2 separate regions of the Mus musculus genome follow, and region 1 is linked to region 2. The links are chromatin contacts, called in public promoter capture Hi-C maps. All regions are on one chromosome and are shown on one strand. Each heading gives the region's core, a stretch centred on a gene start, on an enhancer-like site or on the middle of the called end of the contact. The rest is flanking DNA. Distances are from core to core; before and after follow the strand shown.

Region 1 (2,700 bases), core at 22-2,521, 510 kb after region 2:
AATTCCTAGCATGCACATGGTGGCTCACAACTATCTATGACTAGTTCCAGGAGATCTGATGCCCTCTTCTGGTCTCCACAGGCACTAGTGTTCATATAGTATACAGACACACATAGGCAAATCGCCCATACACACAAAATAATACAATAATTAAAGAAAAAAGTATGTTAAAAAATAGTGTTTGCTAAGGAAATCATGTTCACTAGTCAGTGTGGCACATGCTTATAATCCCACCACTTGAGAGGACAGCTGAGAGCCTGAGGCCAGCCTGAGCTACGTGGCAGGTTCCTTGACAGCCAACCCTAAATGCTAACTAAGAGACATTTAAATTTTTTCTTTTCTCTTCTTTTCTCTCCTCTCCTCCCCTCTCCTCTCCTCTCCTCCCCTCTCCTCTCCTCTCCTCCCCTCTCCTCTCCTCTCCTCCCCTCCCCTCTCCTCCCGTCCCCTCCCCTCCCCTCCCCTCTCATCCCCTCTCCTCCCCTCCCCTCCCCTCCCCTCCCCTCCCCTCCCCTCCCCTCCCCTCCCCTCCCCTCCCCTCCCCTCCCCTCCCCTCTTTTCTTTTCTTTTGAGACAGGGTCTCTTTATGTAGCTCTAGCTGTCCTGGAACTTCCTATGTAGAGTAGGCTGGCCTCAAATTCACAGAGATCCATCTGCCTCTGTCCCTGCCTCCCTGGTATGGGATTAAAGGTTTGCCGCCACCCCCTCCCACTCCCCGCCCTGCCCCCGCCCTGCCCCCGCCCCCACCCCCAGCAGTTTTAAACAAGCTAATTGATTTGGCCCAGGTTGGCCGCCCTCTTCTCTAATTCAATGAATATGCTTCTTCTCCCTTTTAGTAGCCGCCTTCCCGGGTCCGCTGAAAGAAGAGAATCTGTTAAATGTCCCGAAGCCACTGCCTAAACACCTGTGGGAGAGCAAGGAGGTGGGTGAGCCGTCCTGGGTTGTGCTTGTCAGTCCTGGCAGCCTGCCCCGCAGAGGTGGAAACCAGAACTGGGGAAAAGGAAGAGAGGATTTGTCTGGACACAGACACTGGAAAGACAGTGGGGAGATCTGTCCCCCACGGGTCACCGTGATCTGTGGGCGATTAGTGCAGTGCCCCTGGGGTTTCCAAGCTTTTCTGTGGATTTGCTGATTCTCGAATGGAAATTGTTAAGCTGCTCACCTTACATGGTCAGAAGCCCGGAGATTTGGGCATGAAAGGGCAGATGTCTCTGCTTTGGAGCCATCTCCAGCTCCTGTCGAGAACTGCTATCATGCCAGATGATCATTCCTAAAATCAAAGGCCTTTGACCCAAGCAGCAATGAGTCATCTGTTTACTACTGATTTCTCTGAGCTTTGAATGTTAGCGTCTGAAATCCTAGTCACTGGCCTCCCTCCACGACCCCTTTGTAAACCTCACCCACTGCGGAGCTTAGCTTAGCCTCTTTCTGTAGAGAGCTGTCTTGTGAGAAAGTCCTCCATCCACCCCTAGTGATGGCCAGATGCAGTTGGCTGTTTGGTCTCTGTGCTTAACTACCCCCGCACCCCCCCTCCGGTTTCCCCCCCTCGGGATCCCATTGGTCTCCACGTCCCTCCCCCTTCCCCCTCAGGATCCCATTGGACCTGCTTCCCTCCCAGCGGGATCACATTGGCCCTTTTCCACCCTACCCTCCCATTGGTCCTACTCCTTTCCTCCATCAAACTTATTGGAAGTCTCTGCATCAGTGTGGTCTTGAAAGCTTTTTATAAATATGTAGTTGATGTTTTAACTTTAGGGGCCTAAAAGAAGACAGATAATGGCGTGCAGGTGCATTCACAAATACCATGAGCTGCTCTCTCTGAGAGACAGTTGTCTCCCTTGGTTAATGCACACTCTAGTTCCAGGGTCCTTTTCCCTCTCTCCTCCCTCTCCCCATTGCCCCGTTTTGCTTTTTGTTTTGTTTTGATTTTGCTTTTTTATTTCCTTCTTTTTCTCCCATGCTAATTGAAAAAAAATTTTTTTAATCTAAATATGCAAAACATTTGCCTTTTTGAAGGAAGTAACATTTAACTAGAAGGTAAGTTAATAAGGCATCGAGCTAAGAAAAGGTGCTAATGGTATATATACTTCTTTTGTCTGGAAATTTAAGAAATTTAAAATTCCTCAAAACTTAAATGGCTGCTCTGTGCAGATGCCCTTGGTTTGCTCCGTCTCTCTTGGCCTCTGACTAGGGTGGCCAGATCCCTACTTTTCAAACACTTGAATTTGGCTGTGCACTGAGTAAGCCCAACTTTCTTTGTTCTTCCCAGATCCAGTCCCTGTCTGGGCGCCCTCGATCCTGTGATGTTGGGGGCGGCAAGTAAGTCATACTCCTTCTGCTGAAGGTTTCCAGTCTTTCCTGCTCTGTCACAGATCTGTTTATAAGTCAAAGTCAACTGCATTTGCATAAAATGACTGTTCTCTTTGGTCCTCATAGTTAATGTTTTTGAGACAGTTCATTATACAGCTGACATAAGCCAGTAAATTACCCTGCATGTGCAGAGGGATTGTGAGGCCGAGGTGTTGACACATCAAAGGAGGCCGAGTTGGGGGACTCGGCTGAGGACCCCAACAAGCTATTGTTAGCGGAACCTTTGAAACAGCCGGAAGGATGGTCTCTAGTCTTTGGACATGTACCCACACATGCATTTAATTAATTGATTAACTCATCAATTAATTGAAAGCACACCTTGGTTGACACCTC
Region 2 (2,700 bases), core at 6-2,505:
GCCTTTGGGGAGCCAAGACAAGATGGCAAGTTCTTTAAATGCCAAGGACACCCCACCCCATCATCTGCTTCCCCTCTCATCTTGTAGACCAGATGTTCTTCCCTCCTGGGACCTTTGCTGACAGCACACAGTGGGTACATCACACAGTGGGTACTCAGAACATGTTTAAGGGGTGAAATAAAGGGGGTGCTTTGTGCTGGGGAGGTACTACACAAGCAGAGCTCAGAGCACAGAGTGAAACACACAGTCCCCCAGCCCATAGCTGCCAGTCAAGCTGAGGGGCCCTCCCACTATGAGCTGCTAGTCAAACTGAGCCACCCCACCTAGTGAGATGCCAATCAAGCTGAGCCCCACACCACCCCACACCCCTGTGAGATGCCAGTCAGGCTGAGGAGGTGCTATAGGGGAAGAGGACAGACCATTATTTCCAGGAACTCGGCCCCCATGTTCTCCAGGCCATGGGCCACAGGTGTGAGGGAAATGGACTCTCGTTGCCTCGGTGTGTCGTCTGCCATGTGCTAGGCTCTTCAGCTGAAAGACAAAGATGTCACAGAGGGTCCACAGCCGAAAGGAGGGCCAGGAGAGAGAAAAGGAACCAGAGAGGGAGGGCGAGGGGGAGGGGAAAGGGAGAGGGAGAGAGAAGGGGAGAGTGGGAGAGACACCCTTTCTGCCCTCTCTCCTGATCCTGGGAGATGCAAGTCCTTGTAAGCTCCAACAGTGAACTGTCCCTTAGTCACCAGTCACCAGGAAGGGAAAGAGGGGATGGCGTAGGCACTGGTGTGGGCACGGCTCAGAAAAGAGCCCTTAGTTATCTTTACTTCCTACAACCGGTGAAAATCATTGGCAGGGGAGGAAGTGCTCATTTCATCCATCTTGAAGCCAGCGCTACCCAGGACTGTTCCACTCAAAACCGAACATTCCTCATTCTCAGTGAAGCTGCTTTTAGATGTTAGCTCACCTGCAAATGAGAGCCCAAACTCCCGTTTCCCCACTGCGGTCCCTCTCTTGCCCACACCTTAGGCCTTCCCTACTCAACAGCAGCTGGCTAAGCAGATCTTCCCCAGACACAGACCCTCAGAGGGCATGTGGAGCATGCAGCCAGGGCTGGGGGATGCCTGCTACCTGGGCACTCGCATTCACTGCTGTACGGAGAGGAGAGGAGCCCACACTACTCACAGATTTGTAGTGAGAAGGCAGCGTCAGGAGGGATTGACTGTTAAGAACTGACTGACTGAAGCACAGGTTGCTGTGGGAGGGCTGGGTCCAACCTGCTTGGGCTTTGGCCTGTTCACTTCTGTGGAAATTCCTGGGCAGAGTCCAAAACTGAAGTAGGTTGGGCTTCCCCAGAGCTCAGGGCCACCGCAGGGGCGGGGACCCCAGCCTGTTTCAGAAAAAGCATGATGGGGTAGCCTGGCTCACTCAAGCCGGGTCCTCTGTGGTCCTGCCCTCTGTCTGCTGCCCTTTCCCAAACCAACCTCTTCCTGGCCTTGCTCCAGGACGCCTCCTTTGGGAAGCCACCTTGGTTACTCTCTCCCTCCTCTTTCTGTCAGCATCCTGGAAATGTGTCTTCGTGTTGTGGCTCAGCCTCCTTTTCTCACAGTATCGGCGACTCGTTTTCCAAAACTAGAAGATATTGAAAGCGCTGTCTTTATCACAAACAGGTGGTGGCTCGGGGCTAAGCATCACACAGTCGCAGAAACAAGCCAAAATCACACCATTTCCTTCTCCCCTTTCTTCCTAGAGTGACACCCGAGTTACACGTGCAAAGTTGGGGGACAACACTTTCATCTACAGTCTTCAAACTAAATTTAAACTTACCTGACAGGATTTAATAATTGATGATGCACACTCTTTAATAATTAATTATCTTTTATGATACAAAAGATGCCTCACACAGAGGCATACACTGGCTGTTTTGGAAAAATGGAAAAGAAGAGGCTGGACATAAGTGGTACCCCCTGTTCTTAGAAACTATCTGTTTCTATTGGGGTTAGGAGAATATCGTCTCATCTAACCCAGCCTGACTTTGAACCTGCTATGTAGCCGAAGTTAGCCCTAAACACCCAATCCTCTGGCCTCCACATGTCCAATACTGGGATTCCAGGTGTGCATCTCCACACCCCTGGTCATGCGGAATGAAGCATGAAGGTGTTATAGAAATATACAGAGCCTAAGAATTTTTCTTATTTCCCCTTAAGTATACACTATTTTGTTATTCATTTTCCAATAGGAAATTGTACTGTTGCAGGGTTTTCACAACTTGCTTATCTGAATATACATATACACACACATACACATGGACACATACCTATATTGTATCTGGAGATACATATACACACACATGGACACATACCTATATTGTATCTGGAGATACATATACACACACATGGATACATACGTATATTGTATCTGGAGATACATATACGCACACATGGACACATACGTATATTGTATCTCGAGATACAATACCCACTGTCAGGTCACTGGTCCCCTTGATCATAAGATAAATGTTTACCTTGAGCAAGACTGGGATGGGGCCAGAGCAGATACTGAAGGAGCCCCCCTCAGCCTCAATGAAGGGAAAGGACCTTATCCGCTTTGATGCCTCTGTTCTCAGTGGCTCCTCTTGTGCGTGCGCGCGCGCACACAAACACACACACACACACACACACACACACACACACACACACACTGCTCTTT

What was found. Promoter capture Hi-C pulls out the DNA fragments that hold promoters and counts their contacts.
Region 1: a contact with region 2 is called in a promoter capture Hi-C map of liver, with 2.9 times the contacts expected there. The contact joins the enhancer-like site here to the promoter of Slc28a1 in region 2. A contact is called at or near these places in 8 of 39 promoter capture datasets (the C10 cell line, embryonic stem cells, hematopoietic stem and progenitor cells and 3 more) and 1 of 9 other capture datasets (liver).

What each region holds. Positions count from the first base shown.
Region 1 is chr7:80,603,967-80,606,666 of GRCm38.p6, reverse strand. Crtc3 (CREB regulated transcription coactivator 3) reads left to right here. Exons shown (of 15, transcript NM_173863.2): 8 at 834-919; 9 at 2,267-2,316. Among named protein-coding and RNA genes, the nearest start is that of Gm15880, 31 kb to the left of the region's middle. Within about 2 kb of position 1,271, at least 17 of the 459 cell types and tissues checked have an H3K27ac peak or open chromatin away from gene starts, as enhancers often do. A contact at or near this core is called in liver, where this site is marked.
Region 2 is chr7:81,113,354-81,116,053 of GRCm38.p6, reverse strand. It overlaps Slc28a1 (solute carrier family 28 (sodium-coupled nucleoside transporter), member 1), which reads right to left and starts at 1,255. Exons shown (of 18, transcript NM_001004184.3): 1 at 1,177-1,255; 2 at 420-531. The coding sequence starts at 515.